3 separate regions of the Macaca mulatta genome follow, and all the other regions are linked to region 1. The links are chromatin contacts, called in public Hi-C maps. All regions are on one chromosome and are shown on one strand. Each heading gives the region's core, a stretch centred on a gene start, on an enhancer-like site or on the middle of the called end of the contact. The rest is flanking DNA. Distances are from core to core; before and after follow the strand shown. Region 1 holds the start of DCAF10 (DDB1 and CUL4 associated factor 10). Region 2 holds the start of TOMM5 (translocase of outer mitochondrial membrane 5). Region 3 holds the start of FBXO10 (F-box protein 10).

Region 1 (5,049 bases), core at 1,385-3,884:
ATATGATAGGATCTCTTTACTCAGCATAATATTAGGCACATACTAAACATTATATGAATGTTTGCTTTTTATTTTTCAATAAGCTTATATGATAGGATCACTTACCACTCCTTGAGTACATTGTTTTCTTTGGGCTACAGAAGGCTCCCTGGTTGAAAGGACACATTTGTTTTCCTGGTTGTCATTCCGATTCTTTTTTTTTTGAAATGGGGTCTCACTCTGTTGCTCAGGCTGAAGTGCAGTGGGGTGATCATAGCTCGTTTAACCTTGAACTCCTGGGCTCAAGGGATCCTCCTGGCTCAGCCTTACGAGCAACTAGGACTACAAGCATGCATCACCACAATGGAATGATTTTGTTATTTTTCATAGACAGACAGAGTTTCATGATGTTGCCCAGGCTGGTCTCAAACTCCTTGCCCTCAAAGGATCTTCCTGCCGCTTGAGCTTGGGAGGTTGAGGCTGCAGTGAGCCACGACTGTATTACTACACTCTACAATGGTCAACAGAGTGAGACCCTGGGAAAAAAAAAAAAGATCCTCCTACCTTGGCCTCCCAAAGCACTGAGATTACAGGTGTGAGCTACTGTGCCTGGCCCTTGATTCTTCTTGTCAGTGCATGAGTCCTGGTTCAGGTATTGTGAAATCAAGTGATCATCCCACAGGAAACTGAAACTGAAACTGAGCCATCATTCTGGTACCTCAAGGACTCTGCAGGAAGACCCTAGGGGACTCTGCCAAGAACAAGTCTAGCCTGTTCTGAGTCTGTCTCTTTTTATGTATCTGTATCTCCTCCTGCCATCAACTTTCTTCCTCACCCTCTACCCCGAGTCTGTTCTCTCTCATGGCTGCTGCTTTCTCATGATTTCTCTTATTCCTTTGGTTTGCTCAGGACTCCAGTGGCCTCACTCTGCCTTATGACTTTTCAGTCCCAACCATCATGGCCAACTGCCTCACTTCTGATTTCCCAATTCAAATTCCCAAAAGCATGAGTCTGTATCGGCAAAGACTTTTGGTCTGGCAGCCTCCTGGACCAGTGGCTAATCTATAGAGTGGTTACTCAAATAGTTGTCCTACTCTGGCTAGTAGGCAAGGAAAGCTAGGTAACAGCTACAAAATTCGACAGCCTAGGCCTTCTAGGATGGGTTCAGTAGGACACACGTGCTGGCATACATATGAAGAGAGTGAACGCCAGGCAAGTAGGCTGCTACAGTAGATAGGACCCATCCAGGGGTTTTCCAGAGAAGTGGAAGCAATAGGAGATATACATACAAGAGAACATTTAGTATGGGAATTGGTTCATATCGTTGTAGCAGAGTCCCATGACCTTCGGTCTGCAAGCTGGAGAACCAGGAAATATGGTGGTGTAATTCAGTCCGAGTCTGAAGGTGTGAGAATCAGAGGAGCTAATGGTATAAAACTCCCAGTCCAAGACTGAAGGCCCGAAAACTGACGATGAGTCCCCAAGTCCAAAACCAGGAGCACCAAGAGTTCTGATGTCTAAGGGCAGAAGATGGATATGTCCCAACTTAAGAAGAGAAAGTAAAATCACCCTTCTTCTGCCTTTTTGTTCCTTTTCAGTCTTTAATGAATAGGATGATGCCTGTCCACATTGGTGAGGGCAGATCTTCTATTGATTCAAATGCTAATCTGTCCTGGAAATGCCCTCACAGGCACACACAGAAATAATGTTTTTCCAAGCTATCTGGGCATCACTTAGCCCAGTAAAGTTGATCCATAAAAGTAACCATCACCTATTTGCCATCTTTCATTTAAGCCCAGATACACAGACTGGCTATCTCAGCCATTCCTTGGGTAGCACATCCAAACCTGTTTCCTCTGAGTCTCTCTGTCTTGTGACAAATAGGTTTTGGAAGAAGTTGCCTGTGGTCACCCTGAACTTGTGCCTTTAAGAGTTGGGCACACTGGCCAGGTGCAGTGGCTCATGCCTGTAATCCTAGCACTTGGGGAGGCTGAGGCGGGTGGATCACGAGGTCAGGAGTTCAAGACCAGCCAGGCCAAGATGGTGAAACCTCGTCTCTACTAAAAGTACAAAAAAAAAAAAAAAAAAAAAAAAAAAAAAAAAATTAGCTGGGTGTGGTGGCCCGCGCCTGTAATCCCAGCTACTCGGGAGGCTGAGGCAGAGAACTGCCTGAACCCAGGAGACGGAGGTTGCAGTGAAGCCAGATCACGCCACTGCACTCCAGCCTGGGCGACACAGCAAGATTCCATCTCAAAAAAAAAAAAAAAAGAATGGCATGCCACCTATTCTGTGTGGCCTGCACATAATGCACTAATTTTTAATCCCTCGCTGATCCCAGTGTAAAGTGGAGACACCAGTACATACTCAGCCTCACAGGACTGACTGGTCAGGTCACTCATTTCCAGGCTCGCGGCCACCACTCACTGACAACTACAGACCGACTCTCTGCCACCCAGTTCAGGTGCCCAGATGCTAACGCCCCATATAGCCCAGCCCCCGGCATCCTCAGTCACTCACACAGGCAACTGCTCGCTCCCTACCTCCATTCCCGGGGCTGCGGCGCCCCAAGCCCGGCGGTGTCTCAGCTTTCCCGGTCCCCGGCGGACGGTGGCCGGGGGGTGGGGGGGCGGCGCGGGTTTCCAGCCGGTGACGTTAGGCCGCTGCACGCCGGAAGTGGCAGCTGAACGGGGGCACTGAGGTGTCGGCCGGCGGGGCAGTGGCCCGGAGCGGGGGGCGGGGGCGTTGGTCATGTTTCCCTTCGGGCCTCATAGCCCTGGAGGGGACGGATCGGCCGAAGCCGGGGCTGAGGAGCCGGCGCCCCACGAGGGGCAGGCAGCAGCCACTAGGCCGCCCTCGCCGCTACATCCCGGGGCTGATGCGACCCATCCCCCTCCACCCGCCCGGAGCCCTCGCCGCCCCGGCGCCCCATCGCTGTCCCCGGCCCCGCGCTCCGGAGAGCTCGGGCTGCCCGGAGCTCCGGAGTCCTCGGCTGCCTCCGCCCAGGGAGAGCCGTCACCTCCCTCCCCTCCGCGCCGGCGGCCCGGGCCAGACTGCAAGGCCGAGAGCCGGGGCCGACACGGCCTCTGCGCGGGCCTGGGCGGCCCTGGCGCCAGGCTGTTCGGGTGGCTGAAAGAGCGCAGCCTGGGCCGCGGGCTGTTCGTGGACCCGGCGCGGGACAATTTTCGCACCATGACTAGCCTCTACGGTTCCATCCATCCCGCGGACTCGGTGTACCTCAGCACCCGCACCCACGGCGCCGTCTTCAACCTGGAGTACTCGCCCGACGGGTAAGCGCGGCCCCTCGGAGGGCGGGCGCCCGCCTCCGCCCGGCTCAGCTGCCAGCGGACGGCAGTCCTGGGCTCGCTCCCCCGGCCCGGGCCGAGGTTAGCAAGGCCGTTTGGAGCCGCTGGCCTTCGTGCCTCCTGGCACTTTCTGAAGCGCATTCTCGCCCCCTGGAACCCCCAGCCCAGCTTTTTGAGGCAGGAAGGCGGGGCCCCACTTGCTCGCCTTCAGGACGTGGGCTCCGTGAAGGAGAAATGCCCGAAGCCACACAGCGGACCTGTCAGAGCCAACCCACAACTAGGGCATTCTGGGACACAGTAGGTGCTCAGTAAATACATTTTGAATAAATGTCCACGTTCTCCCCATCCTAGGCTCGCGTTTTCCCACCTAAACCTGTGTCGGGGTAGGAAGGCTGTAGATTCCTTGCACTCTGTAGCTGAACTTGCCATGATGGGACAAGTGCGTCGTTTGCTCAAGGAAGATACAGTACTAAGACACTGTAGAGACGTGGCTCTCATGATTTGGGTCATTTGTGAAGTCTCCAGGCTAGACTACAGCCTTTTTCTTGGCTGATTAAATATTTATTGTATGGCTTTGGTTTAACAGGAAGTTTCCAAAATCGTATCTATTTAAAACTTTCTTGTCAGTACACAAGTCCGCCATCAAAAGAAAAAATTTGCACAGTTCCACCATGAGGTGACATAGTTAATGTAATTCTTATCCCATCAAAGCCTCTCGGTTGCTGGTTGTTTACCCAGGTGTTCATTCATTCATTCTCTCATTCGGCGTGTATTTGTTGAGCACTTGCTGTGTTCCAAATGCGGGAGTAACCGTGCTGAGCAAAACCAGCTAATGGCACTGTTTTCATTGAGCCTGGGACTTAATGGTTCAACTAGATAGTAGACAGCCTTACCAAATAATGCATAAAATATATTTGTTAATTGAGATAAAGTCTTGAAGGAACCTGTTAAGGACTCTGTGTTCACGGATTCCCTGAGGAAGTGACACCTAAATCAAAATCAAAAAAATGAGTAGGAAATAAATTAGTCAAGATAGGGTTGGTAAAGGGATAGAAATATTTCAAATGGAGATGATTGGTATGTCAAAGGTCGTAGAAGGGCAGCATGTCATGTTACAGAAGGTTAAAAGAATAGGTTTACAAAGCAAAAAATGTTTACTGAAGACAGACCTAAAGTTGCTAAGGAAGGAGCAGAGGAATAGAAGCAGGAATTACTGTGCACAAGTAGACTCTCTTCCATTTCAGTGATGCAAGTGCTTCCTAATCACATGTGGTGCTGGGATCTCGGGGGTCTCAACAGCAATTGGTTGGAGCATGTAGTAGTGGATGCACACCTGAATAAGGTGGAAAACTGGTGAGAGGAGAAACTATTTTGCTGAAACTTATTCATGGAACCTCGCAGCCTCCTTCCTTCAGCCAAGCCCTATTCCTAAAGTTTCCCTCAAAACACTAACAGTCTGTTCTCAAATATTGAATTTCTCTCTTCATATCCCGGCCCCTTTCCTCCCAGCCTCCTACCGATACTTTCAGGAATTCAGAGGTAGCTATTTCTACTTTTTGGATATGGGATTTTAGGTGGGAGTATAATGAGAAGAACAGATTTTAGAGCTGTAAGAATAAGGGATATATTGCTTAAAGTTTTTGTTTGAATCTAGAATGCATTTTCTCATAACAGTTTTGTAAAAGGTGGTTAGGAACTCTTGCACTTAATTCAATAATTTTAAATTACACAATTAACATATATGCTCATTGTGTAAAACCTAGACAAT
Region 2 (5,040 bases), core at 1,092-3,591, 220 kb before region 1:
GTGTGCCTGCAGTTTTAGTTACTCAGGAGGCTGAAAGTAGTTGGATCACTTGAGCCCAGGAGGTCGAGGTTGCTGTGAGTCACAATCACCGCAGCCTCCACCTCTGCCCTCTAGCTTGGGCAACAGAGCAAGACCCTGTCTCAAAAAAAAAAAAAAAATCCAGAATAGACAAATCCATAGAGAAAAAGTAGATTAGTAGCTGTGAAAGGCTGTAGAAAAGGGAAAATGGGGTAACAATGAATGCATATGGTGTTTCTTCTAGGGGGAAAGAAAATATTGTCAAATTGTGATGGCTGCACAACTGACTTTGCTAAAAACCACTAAATTGTACACTTTAAATGGGTATATTTTATAATGTACAAATTATATTTCAACTTAAAAGTGAAAATAAACAATTCATATCAAATACAAAGATCACTGAGAAGCAGCAAATATTTTACTGGCAGCTAGATCAATGAAAAAGGCAGGAGGCAGGAAATAAGTAAATTTGGGAGTTGCAAGAAGCTGTTGAAGTAGGATGACATGGGTGTTTCTGTTCCCCAAGACTTGATCTCCTGTGAAAGCAGAGTAATACCACAGACAGTGAAAGAGACACACAATAAGGGAGATCTCAGCCTAGGCCGAACATGAGCCTTCAATAGGATGACCTTGGTATGGCCTTCATTTATTTGAACCATCCCTGCCACTCCATCCAGACTGGCTGGCCAATAATATACTGCAAGGAACAATGGAAAGCATACTGAATTGAGAATGAGAAGGCAGGGCATTCGAGAACTGATCATAAAGCTGCTTCCAGTTCTTATGTTCAGTGTTCCTATAACTCTGATACCGTCCTTCCTTGCTAAGTCCCCTCTGAAAATCAAGTTTTCATATGTAAAATGATATGAAGAATCTTAGGCCCTGCCTCCCTCAAAGGTCCACTGTCAAGACTATATAATGGGAGTAACTTCCTGTCAATTGTAAAATATAGAAAAAAAAAAACCCTCAAATATTTGCATTAATCCTATAGATTCATATTCTTTTTTCCCATTTCTTCCAAAAAAGTAATCATTTACTTCACCCTCTATACAAAGAAACAGAGATGAAGCAAAACTTTTTGGATTTCAAAGGTCAGCACTTTTGAATGGGAAGGAACCTGGCCGCTGGTTCACGCCTGTAATCCCAGCACTTTGGGAGGCCCAGGCAGGCGGATCACCTGAGGTCAAGAGTTCGAGACCAGCCTGGCCAACATGGTGAAACACCCATCTCTACTAAAAATAAAAATATTAGCCGGGCGTGGTGGCACACGCCTATAATCTCAGCTACTCGGGAGGTTGAGGTAGTAGAATGACTTGAACTCAACAGGCGAGACTGTCTCGAGAAGGAAAGAGGAAGGAAGGGAGGGAGGGAAGGAAGGGAGGGAGGGAGGGAGGGAGGAAGGAAGGAAGGAAGGAAGGAAAAGAAAGAAAGAAAGAAAGAAAGAAAAGAAAAGAAAAGAAAAGAAAAGAAAAGAAAAGAAAAGAAAAGAAAAGAAAAGAGAGGGAAGGAACCTGGTATTGAGTTAAGAGTTCTGGATTTTAGGTCAAGATCATTCACTGAATCGCTGAGTGACCTTCCCTACTCTGGTTCCGTTTCTCTGTCTGCAAAACGAGGGAGTTCCTCTAGGGATCATTACTTAAGCTCTTTCAGCTCAAACATTCTTTTTTTTTGAGATGGGGTCTTGTTCTGTCACCCAAGCTGGAGTGCAGTGTCGCGATCTCGGCTCACTGCAACCTCCGCCTCCTGGGTTCAAGCAATCCTCCCACCTTAGTCTCCCGAGGAGCTGGGATTACAGAAGCCCGCCACCACGAACTCCTGACCCCAAATGATCCGCCCGCCTCGGCCTCACAAAGTGCTGGGTAGCATTACAGGCGTAAGCCAACGCGCCTGGCAGCTCAAACATTCTTAAAGCTGGGAGAACCAGGATGATTAACCACGCGCGCCGGGCCACCACGTGCACTTCAGTGCCCCGACCCTGACCCGCAGACCTCAAACCGCGCATATGCCCGTCGCCCTCAACGCGTACCCTCCTTGCTCCCCGCTACCGTTCAGCTCAGTTCAAGGGCCCCGATGGCCTGTAGGATTAGAGTTAAGGGGTGCCCGCCGGTGAGCTCCCCGCTAGTCTCACAGTCACAGCCCGGGAGACACTCACTGACTCGCAGCAGGGCCACGTAGATGAGAAAGTTCCGTATGGAGGAGATCACATCCTCGCGCATCTTCCGTTTCATCTCCTCCGGGTCCAGCTTCGGCGCGAGGCCCTCAATCCGGAACATCGCGGCTCTGACTATGCAGTTTCCAGATGCCGCGCTCTCCTCTTCCCAGTGGCCGCCTCGCGCCCGGAACTGGGCCTATCCCCACTTCCTGTTCCCGCCCCCCCCCTTGCCACACTGGACGATGGATACCTGCAAGGGACATTCCACGTCCTGACCCAGCGGATCTGAAGTGCGGTCTGAGGCGGGCGGCAGCAATCTCAGCAACGCAGACTTGGGTTTCTCCACGCTGTCTTTAATAACATCTATCTTATACAAAAATCAGCCCGACTCGGTGGCGCGTGCCTATAATCCCAGCTACTCGGGAGGCTGAGGCAGGAAAATCGCTTGAACCCAGGAGGCGGAGGTTGCAGTGAGCCGAGATCGCGCCACTGCACTCCAGCCTGGGCGACAGAGCGAGACTCCGTCTCAAAATAATAATAATAATAATAATAATAATAATAATAATAACAACAACAACAATAACATCTGTCTTGAACCTGGAGCGCTGCGCTGCAAAGTGCTTTTACGCCCTGGAGGGGGCTGTGCACATAAGGTACCACTGTAAACAGTGATAACTAACATTTATTGAATATTCAGTATAATTGTCACCTGTGAATTCGATATTATAATCGTCATTTCCTAGATTAGAAAATTGAAGCACAGAGATCTTTAAAACAATTTGCTCAAATGTGCTTTGATTTTTATTTATTTTTTATTGCTAATTGTTGTTGTTGAGACTGATCTGGAACTCCTGGGTTCCAGGATCCAAGCGATCCTCTCGCCCCCGCCTCCCAAAGTGCTGGGATTACAGGCGTGAGCTACCGCGCCCGGCCCCCAAATGTGCTTAAAAATACCTCAGAGGGGAAAAAGTATTGAGAGAGATAAATGATGTCAGCAAAATATTAAAAACTGGTGACTTCATATTAGTTAATTATTCTAGTCTTTCTTGACTGTGTTTGAAATTTTACATAAGTTAAAGAGACAAAGATGAAACTTTTTTTTTTTTTTTTTGGATACAGAGTCTCGCTCTGCCGCCCAGGCCAGAGTACAGTGGCGCGATTTCAGCTCACTGCAACCTCTGCTTCCCAGGTTCAAGTGATTCTCCTGCCTCAGCCTCCTGAGTAGCTGGGATTACAGGTGCGCACCACCATGCCTGGCTAAATTTTGTAGTTTTTGTAGAGACGGGGATTCACCATGTTGGCCAGGCTGGTCTTAAACTCCTGACCTCAGGTGATCTGCCCACCTCGGCCTCCAAAAGTGCGGTGATTACAGGCATGAGCCACTGCACCTGGCCTTTTTACAGATTATTGAAGCACAGAGGTCTTTAAAATACTGTTAGCCAAGTAACACAATATGTATAAAGCAAGTTCAAATCTGATCAGCATTTTACAGAAGAGTAGAAGGAGGCTCAGAAACCAAGTCCAGCTTTGGTGTGAGCCCCTTGATCTGGAACATCGCAGCTGAAGTCTAAAGTGCACTAAAGTCTGAAGTCATTCTGCTGGTGATGCACAGGACAGGGTTCTAATGCAGAAAATTATCATGTCAAGTTGAATTATCTTTCCCCTGCACCCTACTGCTCATCTGTTAGTCTTTAACAGTGCCCACATGAATGGACATCGCTGGAGTTAGGAGTTTGATGCAACCAGATTTCCTGTCACAGAAGCATCCAAACCGAGTGAGTAGGCTGCTGCCCCAAGTTACACAAGCCAACTAGCCATATCTACTTCTTACACACAAGCCCAGATGACTGAATTGCTCACATAATTCAAAACCAGAATGTTCCTTCTTGATTGCATATTGCATAGCAGCAATGGACTTTGGATAAATCAGGACAATTATTTACTATGAGAGCAACTAAAAACTATAAGCACAGTCACCTTTCTGGTTGACAGAATGTAAGACACTGGGGCAAGAAAGGAAACTCATTTGCTTATTCCAGCTTTAGCAACCTTTTGCATCAGTAATTCATGCAGTGGAATAGCAGAGGCAGCTCTGGAATGGGAGTGGCTGACTCCCAAGGAATAGCCTCCAGCCAACCCTTCGTGAGTGTTTAGAAAGCCTACAGTGATGCTGAAAGCAGCAAGGACTGTGGAAAGAACATGAACACTGGAGACATGGACACTAGATCTGGCACTGCTGCCAACTAGCGGTGTGATGAGGGATGAGTATCTGATTTCACAGCAACTCCATTTCTTTCTTCTTATTTATTTATTTATTTTAGACTGAGTCTTGCTCTGTCGCCCAGGCTGGAGTGCAGTGGCACGATCTTGGCTCACTGCAACCTCTGCCTCCCAGGTTCAAATGATTCTCCTGCCTCAGTCTTCCGAGTAGCTGGGACTACAGGTGTGTGCCACCAGGCCTGGCTAGTTTTCTTTTTTATTTTTTAAGAGATGAAGTTTTGCTCTGCCACCCAGGTTGGAGTGCAGTGGTGTGATCATAGCTCATGGCAGCCTCACACTGCTGGGCTCAAGCAGTCCTCCTCCTGCCTTAGCTTCCTGAGTGGTTGGGACTATAGGCATGTGCCACTACACCTGCTTATTTTTTTCTATTTTGTTAGAAATAGGGTCTTGCTGTGTTGTCCAGGCTGGTCTCAAACTCCTGGGCTCAAGTAATCCTCTTGCCTCAGTCTCCTGACCGAAGCATGAACCACCGCACCCAGTTCTTCCATTTCTTTAGTTGGAAAGGGAAGGCATATACTGAGACGCTTTTGAAAGTTTCTTCCAGTTCTAACAGTCTATGCATTTTTTAAAACAACCTATGCATCTTGAAT
Region 3 (4,550 bases), core at 1,031-3,530, 240 kb before region 1:
TATTTCCTGACTGAAGCAGGTAAAAGGAATTTGTTTATTTCACATCATCCTGTGAAAAGCAAGTGATGTCTTCTTGGTTGCCCAGGACACCATCCCTCCCATCTCTGAGAGCTCTTGCTGACTCCCTATCTACATCATTAGAGCCCCCACTAATCTGCCCTCAGTTTTATCCCTGCCAAAGAATCTGAGGTCCCTAAGGCCAAAGTCTACGTATGTTTTTATCTATTTCTACTCACTCCCACTCCGCTTGGCACGGCCACCAATGCAAGTTTATTGAAGGAAAAAAGGAGGGAGGGAAGGAAGGAATAGTGTAACTGCACTGCAACTGAAACAAACCAGAGAACGGAAACTCATGGTGAACTGGTGACTGCTTGACCATTTATTGCTTAACAGCTACTTGTGCGATCACAAAAATACAATTCCCCTGATAACCACGGCAACCAAAATGAAGGCACTACGGTGAAGTCGGCTCTTTTCAGAAATCTAAAAACAATAAGAGGCCTGAAACCAGAAATACAAAGAAATCCAAGTGCTCCAGGGCAGAAGGAAATCCTTTCTTAAAAGCCCTGACAGAGCAGCTTTTTCTCCAGTCTCTCAAATCTCACCAGGCTCCAACAAGGGCTCTGGAACTGGTGTGAGGGATCCTGAAATAATTCAGGTCTCTGTGTGCTCCTATCCCTGGAGGCCAGCTGCTATGAGGTAAGCTCACTGCGAGCTGCAGCTTATTGTTATTTTAAAATGTAATGAGAACGGGCAGGGAGATGGATATATATATATAAAAAACATTATATAACCTCAAACTAACACAGCTAGCTCTAGAAAAAGCCCCGTGAGGACAGGGACCATGTGTGTCTTGTTCACTGCTCTATGTCCAGATCCTAGTAGGTGTACAAGACACAGTAGGGGTTCCATATAGCTGCTGAATAAACGCAGAATGAGATTAGAACTGAGGGAAAGCACAGCGCCTGGTAAAAGGTCCGTCCTCTCCACTACCCATTGCCAACACTCTGTTGGGTCCTGAGCAAAATCAAAGTCCTGTCGTCCTTCTGGGTCCAGTCTCTCCATTTGCAAAGGAGACAGCTGGATTAGATGGTTTCCCAGGCATCCTCCAGCTCTGACAGTCAATCACTGTACTCTGGTTTTTTTTGGTGGCAACACATGCCTGGCACTTTTCTCTCCCCTCAGAGGGAATCTGATACCCATCTGCTCAAGTAAATTGACGTTCCCATCCAGCCTGACTCATATAGTAGGAACAACAGGTTCATATGCCAATTGTAAAAGAGAAGGCAAAGGGGGCCCAGAATGAGAAAAAGGGAAGAGGTCTTAAAACCAAAACGGCAGTTTTCAGGACTAAAAATATAGAAACAAAAGTGATTATTCTGCCTAAAACAAAACAAAACAAAAACCAAAAAAACCCTTACGTGGGGCAATCTCTAGCTTACTAATAATGCTTATATTAACAGCATTATCTACTGAGGCTTTTGTGCTAGACACTGTGTGCTAAACCCTTTACAATTAATCCTCCCAGCAACCTATGAGCTTATTACCTCCTTTTAACAGATGAGGAATCAATCTGGCTCAAGGTCACAAAGCCAATAAGTGGCAGAACTGGGATCTGAACCCACAGCTGACTCGAGTTCTGGCTCCTCAAATGACTTTCCCCTCTGTTCTTCACTGCAGTCCTAAGAGCGAGGCAGGACAGGCGTTATCACTTTTGTTTAAAAATGAAGAAACCGTCTCTGAGAGGCTTGCGATTTGCATAAAACACACAGTGGATGCCCAGACCCATATTTGCCCCTGCGTTCCTAGGTGAAGGGTCTTCCCCATCCCAAGAGTCAGTTTCTTCTTCGACTTCACTTACACACTCGAAAAATCTCAGGGCTGGAGGCACCGCTGAGATACATCCTCGGCGTCCGGTAGTTTTACGGGAGGGGAAACCAAGGCACAGCTCTCCGTCTGGGTGCCTGAGCCTCCGGGTGCCGGGAGAGCGCGGAGCCGCGGGCGGCCTGAGGGCACCCCTCACGTTTCTGCCAGACCCCTGATGCCCGAAGCCCGACCAGACGCTCAGTCTCGGCCAGGACCGAACGGCGTTTCCTGGGTCGGTCGCCTGGGGAAGCGCCCCGGGTCCCCTCCCCCGACGCCCAAGTTCGCCCGCAGCCTCTGCGCACCGGCCGCTTACCTCGCAGGGCGCTCGCCCACCACGGAGTCCGGGCCGCGGCCGCCCGTGCCCTGGAAGCCACCCGCCACCCGCCCCGGAGCCGCAGCAGCCGGTAGGACTGCGGCGTGCGGCCAGCCCCGCCCGGGGGCGGACAGCTGCCTGGGGATCGTGTGGGGCCGCGGCCGTCACGTGACGCGCAAGGCGGCGAAGGATGCCGGGAGCAGCTGGCTAGCCGGGGCTGGGCTTCCCGACCACCGCGCAGAAAAGCTGTATCTGCCGGAGGGGCACCGGGAGGTGGGAGGAATGGAGACCAGGAGGGGGCGCGTGGGTCTTCGGGTACTGCAAAGGCGAGCTTGCGGAAGGACGATTCAGGCTCGTGTTGCGTGGCCCCAGAAGGGGCAGAAATAGAACCAGTGGGTGGAAACTGCAGGGAGACATGCTAAGGCCAATACGGTGTAAATAAGATTCCTGCGAGCACCAGTTATCTAACAGTATAAGGAGCAGTTTCCAGGGGTGCTAGGCTCCCTGTAGGTGAGCATGTAGGGGCTGGGTTCATTCATTGAACAACCTGACCATTGGCTACGTCCAGACAATATACTAGGAGTACATATTAAATTAGTTGTATGTATGGCGCTTAGCATAATGCCTGCCACAAAGTAAATGCTGTATGTTTGTTGCTGCTGGTGCCGTTACTATTACGAGCACAAAACTGAACAAAGCAGGTATGGTTCCTATTCTCCTTAAGTTAATTCTGTAGTGGAGAAAGTAGACAGTAATCAAGCGTCATTTAAACCAATATGTCTTTAAAATTGTAGAAAATGTACGGAAGGAACTGTAATTTATAAATAGGGGCCAGGTGTGGTGGTTCATGCCTGTAATCCCAGCGCTTTTGGAGGCCAAGGCTGGAGGAAAGATCGCTCGAGCCCAGGAGTTCGAGGTTAACAGTGAGCCATGATCATGCCACTGCACTCCAGCCTGGGTGACAGGGTGAGCCTCTTGTTTCAAAAATAAAACTAAATAAATTAGGGACCAAGGAAGGGTAGTCAAGGAAGACCTCTCAGAGTAAGATAAAGAGCCAAATGGAAGCGGGGCAGGGTAAGCCCTGTGAAAGCTCTTGGGCCAAGTGGATTGGGCTGAAGGAGAAAAGATTGCTCTTTGTGGAAATGGAAAACGTCTAGCTTCTCTGAAGCTTTTTAACGGGGAGAAGTGAGATCAGAAAGGTAGGCAGGGGCCAGATCATGCAGCACTTAGTAGGCCATGATAAGGATTTTAAAATTGTATGTAACAGGAAGCCACTGAAGGGGTGGAGGATTTGATACCTTTTAAAACAGTATGTCAGCTACTATGTGAAGACAGGAGTTAAGAGTGGAAGCAGAGATTGGTAGCTTAACCTACTTACTGGGCCCATGGAGGTGATATTTATTGAAATGGGAACTATTGTAAGGGGAACATATTTGGAAGTGGGGGCAGATCAAGAACTCCCATTTGAACTTGTTAAATTTGACACTGTCAGTTAGAATGGCTATTAACAAAAAGACAAAAAAAATAACAAATGCTGGTGAGGACATGGAGAAAAGGGAACTCTCATACACTGAATTATACAGCCATTATAGAAAAATGTATGGAGGTTTCTCAAAAAACTAAAACTAGAACTGTCATATGATCCAGCAGTCCCACTGCTGGATATTTATCCAGAATGTAAATCAGCATATCAAAGGTATGCCTGGATCCCCGTGTTTATTGTAGCACTATTCACAATAGCCAAGATATGGAAGCAACCTAAGTATTCATCAACAGATGAATGGATAAAAAGAATGTGGCATATATACACAACAGAATACTATTCAGCCTGTCATTTGCAGCAACACAGATGGAACTAGACGTCATTATGTAAAGTGAAATAAGCCATGCATAGAAAGACAAATATTGAATGTTGTCACTCATACGTGGGAGCTAAAAAGTTGATCTCATGGAGTTGGCAAGTAGAATGACAGTTACCAGAGAGGCTGGGAGGGGAAGGGGATAGAGAGAGGTTGGTTAATGGGTACAGAAGTGGAAAGAAGGAATAAATTTTAGCATTCGATAGCACAGTAGAGTGACTGTGACTATAGTTAACAATAATTTATTGTATATTTCAAAATAGCTAAAAGATTTAAATGTTTCCAATACAAATAAATGATACATTTTTGAGATGGATATCCTAAATACCCTGATTTGATCATTACACATTGTATGCATGAGTCAAATATCACATGCACCCCATAAATATATATAATTATCAATTAAAAATAATTTTGAGATGCCTGTGTGTCATCCAAGTGGAGTGATTTAAAAAGCAGCTCACGGCCGGACATGGTGGCTCACACCTGTAATCCAAGCACTTTGGGAGGTT

Evidence for each region. Hi-C and Micro-C count contacts between places; a contact is called where the count stands out from the background.
Region 2: a contact with region 1 is called in a Hi-C map of liver, with 2.3 times the contacts expected there. The contact joins the promoter of TOMM5 here to the promoter of DCAF10 in region 1. A contact is called at or near these places in 2 of 14 Hi-C or Micro-C datasets (fetal cortical plate and liver).
Region 3: a contact with region 1 is called in a Hi-C map of fetal cortex germinal zone, with 2.7 times the contacts expected there. The contact joins the promoter of FBXO10 here to the promoter of DCAF10 in region 1. A contact is called at or near these places in 2 of 14 Hi-C or Micro-C datasets (fetal cortex germinal zone and fetal cortical plate).

What each region holds. Positions count from the first base shown.
Region 1 is chr15:61,795,246-61,800,294 of T2T-MMU8v2.0, reverse strand. It overlaps DCAF10 (DDB1 and CUL4 associated factor 10), which reads left to right and starts at 2,634. Exons shown (of 6, transcript XM_015117418.3): 1 at 2,634-3,266. The coding sequence starts at 2,728. It also overlaps a transcript of EXOSC3 not described here.
Region 2 is chr15:62,012,364-62,017,403 of T2T-MMU8v2.0, reverse strand. It overlaps TOMM5 (translocase of outer mitochondrial membrane 5), which reads right to left and starts at 2,341. Exons shown (of 2, transcript XM_015117420.3): 1 at 2,171-2,341. The coding sequence starts at 2,291.
Region 3 is chr15:62,030,924-62,035,473 of T2T-MMU8v2.0, reverse strand. It overlaps FBXO10 (F-box protein 10), which reads right to left and starts at 2,280. Exons shown (of 12, transcript XM_077965682.1): 1 at 2,180-2,280; 2 at 1,548-1,682.